Regions from separate parts of the Oryctolagus cuniculus genome. Here region 1 is linked to region 2. A link is a contact called in public Micro-C data. All regions are on one chromosome and are shown on one strand. Each heading gives the region's core, a stretch centred on a gene start, on an enhancer-like site or on the middle of the called end of the contact. The rest is flanking DNA. Distances are from core to core; before and after follow the strand shown. Region 1 has its middle 89 kb from the start of MIR148A. Region 2 has its middle 210 kb from the start of NPVF.

What was found. A called contact is a pair of places that touch in the nucleus more often than the background predicts.
Region 1: a contact with region 2 is called in a Micro-C map of ear pinna, with 19 times the contacts expected there. The contact joins two enhancer-like sites. A contact is called at or near these places in 4 of 6 Hi-C or Micro-C datasets (ear pinna, psoas muscle, skin fibroblasts and 1 more).

What each region holds. Positions count from the first base shown.
Region 1 is chr16:17,608,892-17,613,789 of mOryCun1.1, reverse strand. No RefSeq gene overlaps it. Among named protein-coding and RNA genes, the nearest start is that of MIR148A, 89 kb to the left of the region's middle. Within about 2 kb of position 1,264, at least 3 of the 8 cell types and tissues checked have an H3K27ac peak or open chromatin away from gene starts, as enhancers often do. A contact at or near this core is called in ear pinna, where this site is marked.
Region 2 is chr16:17,206,348-17,211,175 of mOryCun1.1, reverse strand. No RefSeq gene overlaps it. Among named protein-coding and RNA genes, the nearest start is that of NPVF, 210 kb to the right of the region's middle. Within about 2 kb of position 2,470, at least 1 of the 8 cell types and tissues checked has an H3K27ac peak or open chromatin away from gene starts, as enhancers often do. A contact at or near this core is called in ear pinna, where this site is marked.

The DNA of each region.
Region 1 (4,898 bases), core at 15-2,514, 400 kb before region 2:
CCTCGCGGCCGGACTTGTTTGTGGACGTCCCCTTCCCTCTCACTTTGACCCTCGTCTGTCCAGTGCCTGCCCGCACGCCACTGGGCCCCCGCGCGCCCGCGCGAGCCACTCGGCCCGCAGGGGCCTGGACTCCCTGAACTTCGGAGGAGCCGAGACCAGGCCGTGCTTGGGCCGGAGGGACCACCAGGGGGCGCTCGTGCCTCAGGATAGAGCCGCGAAGTCCGGGGTCTCACCTCGGCCCTGCTGCCTCTGCCTGCTTTGCGCGGGTTGTAAGCGATGTAGACGGATTTTTTTTTTTTTTAAAGTATGCGCATTTGCTTATTAGGGCCCAGGTAGCTGGATGAAGCCTGGGGTTGGGGGGAAGAAAGCACAAAGCGCTCCGGAAGAGCAGGCCGGCCGGGACATCCAGCGGACCCAATGGCCAAAGTGCAAAATGGGGCGAAGGGGCAGACGTTTAAATGCGAGACTGGGGATCAAAACCCGGCCCTGTAGACGGGGCTCCGCGGCCGCGGGGGAAAGCAGGGCCGCGGGACACGGCCACGGCGGGGGGGGGGGCGCCCTCGTGTTTCTGCAGACTGTGGATTCACTCTGGGGTGGAGGTGCAGACGCCTCCCCCCCTGCCCGCCCGCGCTCCGGGTCTGCCCGCGGCTGGAGCTGTCAGCGAGTGTCCGCAAGCGCAGAAATGGCACCTTTACTTTGCTGGGCGCATGGAGGGATGATGGCTGTAATGAAGCATTAAAAAAAAAAAAACAACCAAATTCTCTTTCAAATGTGACTCTTCCCCGCGTGTGCTGCCCGTCCCCTCCTCCCCAAAACTAAGTGCGTTCTGTTCTCACGGTGTCGCCCTTTGCAGCATCCCTCAGTGGCGTGGTGATTTGGGGGTGTATTACAGGGCTTCCCAAATCCCGTCTGCATCCTGAGAACCTTAAACCCAACCAAATCACCACCGTTGTTCTGGTTTCTTGTTGTCATACATAAGCCGCGCCCAGAACTTTCAGAGCACACGCGAAGCGGAGGCGGCGTGGGGGTTTTGGAGTCTTGTCTGTGCAGAAAAGCTTGAAGCTGCTCCGCTGTGATGAGAAAGATTTTTATCTTTACGGAGAGATCGCATTTACCGAGGTTGCTGAAATGACAGAGGAGCCTAGCAACGATGATTAAGATAGGAAAACTGCTCTGAAAACAGGGCGTGCCTCAGCCACCTTAGCCGGCATACCCCGGAGTTAGGGACTCGGAGCCGCCCGATGAGGCCTGAGCCCGTAACCGCAGGATCTGTGGCCTCCCTGCTCTTTTACAAAAGTTGCTCCTGAGGCTCCTGCGTGGCAAAAAGCTATCCCCGGCCGCTCCTGGCGGGGATAAGGGATCTGTTTTTGCCTGCTGCCTGCTGCAGAGCGGGGAGGCGGTGCTCAGCAGGGCTGGGGTGGCGGCAGGGCTGGAGAAGAGCCTCTGGCTAGAGGGCCGAGCCCACGAGTCTCCACATCACGCGGCCCTGAGTCATGGCCTGGAGCCACGCTGCGGCTTCGAGCTCGGCTTGGCAGCCAGGGCAGTCGGCCTGGTGAAGAGCGGCCGTTTCCAGCCTGCCCACGCCAGGGGGCTTGGAGGGCTGGCCCAGGACCAGCCACTCGCAGGAAGTCCCTCTCATGCGGCCCTGGGGGAGCGGGGGATGTTCCAGGTCGCCCCAAGTGGAGGCTGGCTCGGAGGCCGGTGCTGGGAGTGGGGTGAGGTCTGAGCCAGGCGGGCTGCGTCGGTCTGCGTCGGTCTGCGGAAAGGCACGGTGGCCTTCCCGAGGGGCGCTGTGGGTGCTCTCGTCCCCGCACTGGTCTGGAAGTTCGGGAGCGCCCTGGCAGTTGCTGCATGCTACAACCTGGGGCGAGGGCAGGACAACACGTTTCGTCGTTGATGCGGCTCACAGCAGCATCCTGTGTATATCAGTGTATTTTGCTAAAAGCTGGGAGAGGGAGGATTGAATCAGAACCCGCAGTCGTGTGTTTAGGGTGCTGTGTCCCACCCGGGCTGTAAGATCAGCCACACAGGCAACTGCACACTTCTAGGAGCAAAAAGAAATAGGTAGTAGCATTACTTTAAGAATTCTTTTTATGTAATGCAATATAAACTTTTTTCTGATTCCCATATCTTCATTATCTGATGCGCATGTGACCCTCCCAGCACATATGAATTTGGGGCAATCACATTTGCAAGCCTAAGAAGCCCCAGGGGCCAGAGCAGAGGGCTACACAGAGCTGTTCTGGGTGGCACCAGCTCCAAACAGGTGCACGCACCAGGTCAGCCACGTATCTCTCCCCACATTCCCCTTACGGTCAATAGAACTTGCAATTAGAGAGTGAGACCAAGAGATCTTCCTGCTGATCTGCTCCTCAAATGTCTACAACAGCCCATCCAGGAGCTGGGAGCCGGGAACTCAGCCCAGGTCTTGTGTGTGAGTGTTAGGAAGTCAGCTCTGAGCCATTACCTGCTGCCTCCGAGGTGTGCATTAGTTAGGATGCCGGAGTCAGGAATCCCAGCACTCTGCTATGGGACAGGGCAGTCCTGACCGTTAGGCCAAGCACCCGCCCGGAAGTTTGAAGTATCAGAGGAAAGGCTGAGGAAAACTAGTTGTAAAATAGAAATATATTCTTAACAGAGTCATCTTAGCTCTGAAGAGAAGGGGGCCTGGGGCAGGAATTTCATCGCTGGCATGGGAGGTAAACCAGTGGATGGAAGACTCTCTCTCTCTCTTTCAAATACATAAAGAATAAATAAACTGAAAAATAAAAAGATGAGAGTCCTAGGCCTCATGATTCAAGTTAAGGAAAATTCGGTGTTTAAAAAATTAACGATGCTTTTTTTTAAGTGATTCTGCTATATGGTTTGTGTGTGTGTGTGTGTGTGTGCGCTAAAAGTGAATCCATCCTCATTACAGACCACTTGAGATGATACAGGTACAGAACATAATGAAAGTCCCCACCACTTGTAACCACTGGTCAGAGTTTCGGGGTCTCGCTGTCTTCACACACAGATTTTCTTTCCCCAAAGAAACAGTTTATTTAAGGAATACACACCTCGTGCATTTCATAAATACAACTTTAGGAATATAGCGATTCGTCCCACCATACCCACCCTCCCACCCACTCGTTTTTATTCACTCATTGTATCGCAGCATCGCCACAGGGTGTTGAAACCTCACTGGAAGGCCGGCGCCGCGGCTCACTAGGCTAATCCTCCGCCTAGCGGCGCCGGCACACCGGGTTCTAGTCCCGGTCAGGGCGCCGGATTCTGTCCCGGTTGCCCCTCTTCCAGGCCAGCCCTCTGCTGTGGCCAGGGAGTGCAGTGGAGGATGGCCCAGGTGCTTCGGCCCTGCACCCCATGGGAGACCAGGAAAAGCACCTGGCTCCTGGCTCCTGCCATCGGATCAGCGCGCTGCGCCGGCCGCAGCGCGCTGGCCGCGGCGGCCATTGGAGGGTGAACCAACGTCAAAGGAAGACCTTTCTCTCTGTCTCTCTCTCTCACTGTCCACTCTGCCTGTCAAAAGAAAAAAAAAATAAAAAATAAAAAAAAATAAAAAAAAAAGAAACCTCACTGGAAGCACATTTGGTGTGTGCATGGTAGACAACCGAAGCCGGTGGCTTTGGCGAGGGGGAGAGGTGACCATCGGCTCGCTAAATGGTGACCAATACACAAGGGTACCCTGTGGAAAAGTGGCCCGCTGCTGTGGTCTTCCTCAGCCCTGTTTGGTGACTCTGTGTATGTCATCACCCCCAGCAACCAGAGCCGGTCTGCACCCATGTCTGTTTCTGGGGGCGGAGAGCCTCCCTTCCCTGCACCCAGCCACCCGCCCAGATGTCAGTGCCACATCGACACCCGCGGAGTGTGACGCAAGGGCGGGAGGCAAACACTTCCAGGGAGATTGCGAGTTGAAAACTAGCACACTGAAAGGTCTCCGAGTCACATTTTACTTTGCTCCTGGAATCCACGCCCCCTGGGCGGTCACAGCGGCCACTCGGTGCAGGTATCAGGCCACCTTGGTTAAATCATCGTTGGATCTGTTTTTGCTCCCCGCTCTGGCCCCCTTTCCCACCATCTGTCATTTTCACAGGCCTTAGTGACATAAATCTTGTGGAATGTTGGCTATGCACATAGCATGAAGGATCCAGACTCTCCCATTTCTGGCTGGTGGGCCAATGTAAGCGATCCAGGGTGGCGGAGACTGGGGACAGATAGGACAGGGTGATGCAGGGGTAGGGGACCCGGGGAGACGCATGATGAGTGAGGGTGGCAGCATGTGACTGATGATCGCCAGCTAGCAACCAAGTCTGTTGGGCGCTACACAACCACGAATTGTTCTTAGCAGTTTTTTTCCCCCTGTCCACGTGGAAAGACGTGGGGGCTGCGTCCAAGCTCAGTTTGCCTCTCCTTGCACAATCGTGATCCAGTGCAGTGTCCGGATGTTGTGCATGGAGGAACATCCGAGGACAGAGCCCTTCTGTGATGGGCCTGGGCTCTTGCTAAGCAAACCTGCGAACACGGCTGTCTCACGGCCCGCCCTTCCACCCCGCACCTCTGTCACCAAAGGCCCGTTTGTCTGGTTTGGTGAAGAATCTGCAGGCTCACGGAGCTTCGGGCTTTTTGTGAAGCTGCTAACCAGCGAGCCGGGTTCTTCCCCTCTCTCCGGCTCGGCTCAGGCTTTCTCCTGCGGAGTTCTCCATGGCCCCGGCAGTTCGGAGCTGGGGAGGCAGGAGGGTGTCTGTGACCTAGTGGATCTTCAGTGTCACAGAGACAGGCACGCTCAGGGCTCCTAGGACCTTAAGCCACATGGTTTTCCAAATGGGAGAGAAGCTTGTCTTTGCACCTCAGCGCTGGCCCGTCTGTGGTTTGGATGCGCACATGAGATACTAAACAGGCTC
Region 2 (4,828 bases), core at 1,221-3,720:
TGCTTTGCACCCACAGAGAGGCAGCACTGCATCCTTCGACGCCTCTATTTCCTTATCTGTGAAAAGGGAATGAAATAGGACCTTGAAGATCCTCATGTCTGAGAGGGGAATGAGATCAATGCATGTACACTACTCGGAACAGCATGTGGCACCCGTGTTACCAGTGCCTGAATTCAAACCCTGGCTCCTGATTAGCTGTGTGTGGTACTGAACCCTGTCACTCAGGCTCTCAGTCTCAGCTTCCTGACCTGCAAAACGGGGCAACTTCCAACATTTTTGAGGATTCCATGCCATATTGCCTGTAGGTTGCTCAGAAGCTAAGTTGCTTTTGACAAAAAAAAAAAAAAAATTGCTTTTGACAGAAGCTAAATGTTCAAAAACCCCTGGCTAACAAAAGCATTGTGGGGTGTGTGGAAGGGGGGCTGGCCCCTGTTTTCAGTGACTTCTCAAACTCCATAGACTGGAGCCCGTGGACTGTGCTCCGGGACTGTGAGCACCCCCACCCACCAGTTCTGGAATTAACTACCATCCTCCCACGCAGCCATTTACACATCTCACATTTAAGTTGGAAAAATAAAATCATAAAATCACCTTCAAAGACCTGATTTCTCAACCACAAAAGGATGCGTTTTCAGAACAGCAAAGCTGATTTCGTTCAGATTAAAATTACAAAAGATCTCTGCAGATTTACCATATGCCATTACTTTTTTTTTTTTTTTAAGATCTGAGCATTTTGGGTAACTAAGGGAAAGGGATCAGGACTTCCGTGAAAGCAGTAAAGCTGTAGCAGACTTCGATGGAACAGGCACCCACCGACAGCCTGTGTGCTGACTTCACTTCTAACCTCATTCCTCTCACCCAGTAACGAAGATGCCAGGAAGGTCTTGATGAATGGAGCAATGTTAAGAGGCCCATGGACTACCGCTTCTACCCCTATATTTTTGGGTGTTGATCCCTCTTCTTAAGTCTGCTCAAATCTAAACAGAGCAATGCCAAAGCTAATTGGAAAAGGGCAACGCTGGGGTAAGCCATTTGAAAATTTCCATAGCCAGCTATTTTTTGCCAGACTTTCCACTCAGTTCAAATGTAAGCAATGACTTGATCACATGTTCCAGAGTTCTTAAAGCATCATTTGAAAGAATCAAGAAGAAAGAAACCTATACGCAGGCTTAGAAGCAGGCCAAGCACCGTGTGTGCAGGGTACCCCTGCAGCCCTGTTTCCTATTTATTTTGAACAAGGTGCAGTCTGGTAACATTTTTTTCTGTTCTATTTTTAATGGCTATAAAGTTTCTATCACATTCAGTAATTATCTTTCATCTCGAAAGGAGAAAGGAAACTCCATAATAAGAACTACACGAAGCCTTGAGTGTACAGGTGCCAGGAAATATTGTTTTGTTTAGTGGAGACGAGATTGTAAAAACATGGCTCTGGAAACGCCTGTTCTCAAGTTTATGCTCAAGTTTATTTATAGACTGCATGACATCCCCTCCTAAGCTCCTTATTTAATCACTAACAGAAACATTATTTCGAAAGGGAATTAGGGTGGTGAAAATCCGTTCTCAGTTGCTCTATTCTCTGGAGCTGTCCCATTTTTTTTTTTTTCTGACTATTATCAGCTACAGCTACCCAGAGCTGGGAGGGAGGGTAGGGTTGGGGAGGGTTGGGGTAGGGTAGGGGGGAAAAGCTGGGAGATAATTTAAGCCACAACAAACAAAAACGTTTTCAATTTCTCCAGGAGCAAGCTGCACTGTATCCAGTAGGGGACTGGAAGGGATATCAAAGAGAATGTATTGTCTGGTGACCACCCCTAGTTATGAAGTGAAAGCTGAGAGAAAGACTTAGCTGCAGTTACAAGATCTGGCGTCAACTTGTTTGAGAGACAGATTGAGATTTCACTCATGTTCTGCGTTGGGACCACTTTGACAATGAGTCGTTGGTTCATTATTGTGTTTTTAGAGAAGTCTTACTGAGCCATTATGCCAGGTTATTGTGATTAGGATCACAATCTCCATCCCATAGAGGTAAGATAAAAGCAGCCACCACACACACCGTTCACGAAGGAGTCACTACACATTACTGTTTCCACTTGGAAAGAATGCCCATCAACCCCACTAAGATGCCCTTCCCCCAAAGGAAATCTAAAACCACAAAATACTGTCTTTGACCTCTATCAAAGTTTCTATAAATAAGTATTCATCAGAGACTCCTTCACCACATGTGGAGAGCTCCTTAAATAAACAAAGGTAGCCATCAATATGAATTGTTCAAATCTCAATGTTCCAAGCCTACATTCTCCCTGAGAAGTAAAGCCAACGAGGGCTTCTCCCAGACAGAACATGGACATCAGTCGGTTTGACACTAGTCGTTAACAGTGGGAAAGAGTCACAGCTCCGCTGGCTAAGTAAAAGGAATCACCTTTCCTGAAAGAGACGGAGCGGGACGGGGAGGAAGAGGTTGGATGCATTTCGCAAAGATCAACTTCCCTGAATAAAGCAGCCGGGCTGGGCATCTCTTTGTTCCCGATACAGGCGAGATTCCAAGATGGCCCACGGTGGCCAGCCCAGGAGCAGACCAGCCCAGCCAGGCTGCACCACTCTGCACACAGGAACCCTGATGGCAAGTCTCTGAGTCTGACTCTGAGTCAACAGACTCAGAGTCTGGCTGGGTGGCGACACCCCACACAAAATCTCTTTGTTATCCGACTCAGTGAGTGGCTTTCTCAGCTTTCTTTCTCATTACCCGTTTAGAGAGGGATTATCCCAAGTTTTGCCTATTTAGTTGTTTTTGTTTTCTGGCTTAACGTGCAATGTGTTACCTAATAAAGCTCACACCGTATTAAAAGTCTGCGTTGAGTGTGGTGCCGTTGGTGTGACTTTATTGGTGTTATTTTAAGTGTCTGTTCTCCGAATTCCCTTGGAATTTATGCTGCAAACTCCCAGGGATGCGAACGGACCTCCCACGCCTGCCGTCACACAGCGTGTGTGTTTTATTAGGAGGCACCCGCGCCCCGAGACGCTGTGCGGGCGGCTGGTTTGCATCCCGAACACTTGGGTCCTTGCACACACTTGTTTGAAAACGCCTCTTAAAATAGATGGCTTAGCCGGGCGGGCGAAAATTTCAGTGTAATCAGAGAGAATGTTTAGAGCACATTGTTTGGGGAGGAAAATGATGCTTTAATGCCACTTCCAAGTGGATAAATAAACACGGCATTTCGCCCTCCCCAGGGTCACGGGCAAGCTGGATTTAGTGCTGTTAATAAAACAAAGGAGAGACCCAGGTCCTCAGTCAGGAGTGAGACGAAAACATCAAATACTTAACCGTTCAGCCAGTGCACAGGGGCCTTTAACTAACAACAGACATTACAACCACCACTTCACAGGCCTGGGAGAGGGGTGATAAGGCTAACATCGATTGGAAAAGTCTCCTAGTGAGGTCTGCACTGTGCCTGTGAAGAGAAAGCTTTCTCTTCGTCAAGAAAAGTTGTCACCCCCATTTCTTAAAAATACAACTTACAGTACCCTCTGGCTGTGCCAGCTTCCTCCCCTCCGTAACTTATGGGCTGTTTGTTTGGTATCGTTGCCATCTTCCTACACCCTAGTTTTGTTCCATGTGCTCTGTTTGCAAAAAAAGAAAACAACAACAACAACAACAACAACAAAAAGGAAATTCACCCTCAAACCTGACAGGTGTGCAACAATCGCCTCCCAGCAGTTCTGAACAAGAAGCTGAACGTCGTTGGAAACGGGGGTGTAATTTGTCCGAGTTTTTTATTTATTCTCCTTTGTTTTTCTTAATCCAGTATTGGAAAATCATGGGTCCTGATGAAATCGCAGATGAGAAAATAGGGGCCGGTTAGGTTTCCCAAACTTGGATTTCTTCAGAAAGCATCAACAGAACAGGGTGCGGATCACTGGTGGGCTGGTGCCACCGTGTGGGCCTCTGCAGAATGGCAGCAGGAGTTCTATACAGGATCACACATTTTCAGCCATGCATTCACCTTCAGAAAAACCCTGTTGTGTCCACTCAAGGCTCCTAAGAACACTCAGTGGTGCGTCACTCTTTCCCAGGAGCAGGCCTCATCCCGAAAAGGAAAGAGTCATCCCACAGTGGAGGCGAGGCTTCTCCAGACGCCTGGGAAATGCATGAGCACACTGGGACACTGAATGCCAGCATTTTAAGTATGGTCTGTGCACACGTGTGTGTCTGAGGACACTAGAATTGCTTGTCTGTAAACCGAGGGTCATGACAGTGTCCATATCACAGGGCGCCTGGAGAGCAGGATGAGATCACACCTGGGGAGGCTTAGCACCGCCTGGCGTGGGGCAGCCATCCATGACGGGAGAGATCGCTACAGCCGGGCCTATTTCACTTGTTTCCCAACACACAAGTTAATATCCACAAGGCTGGCAAAGCCCTCGAGAAGTGTTTGAGACCCCCAGAAAGAATGAAAAAGGAGGATGAGCCATGGTCCCCTCATCTGGTTCCCCACTTCTATGGTCTGCCTTGGTCTTCCCCACTGCCTCATGTCCATCACCTCTGCCCACCGACCCCCACGGGGTCTGCTGCCGTGTTCAGCCCTATTCACCCCCTTAAATCATCCCCTTGGTCCATGTGTTCCACCTCTCTTAGCTTATTTTTGAAAGGTTTATTGATTTATTCACTCAAAAGGCAGAGTGATAGAAAGGGGTGCTACAGAGAGAGGGAGAGATCTTTCATCTGCAAGTTCACTCCCAAACGACCACTACAGCAGCAGGTGCCTGGCCAGGCTGAAACCAGGAGCCAGGAGCTCCATCCAGGTCTCCCACATGGGTGGCAGGGACTCAGGCA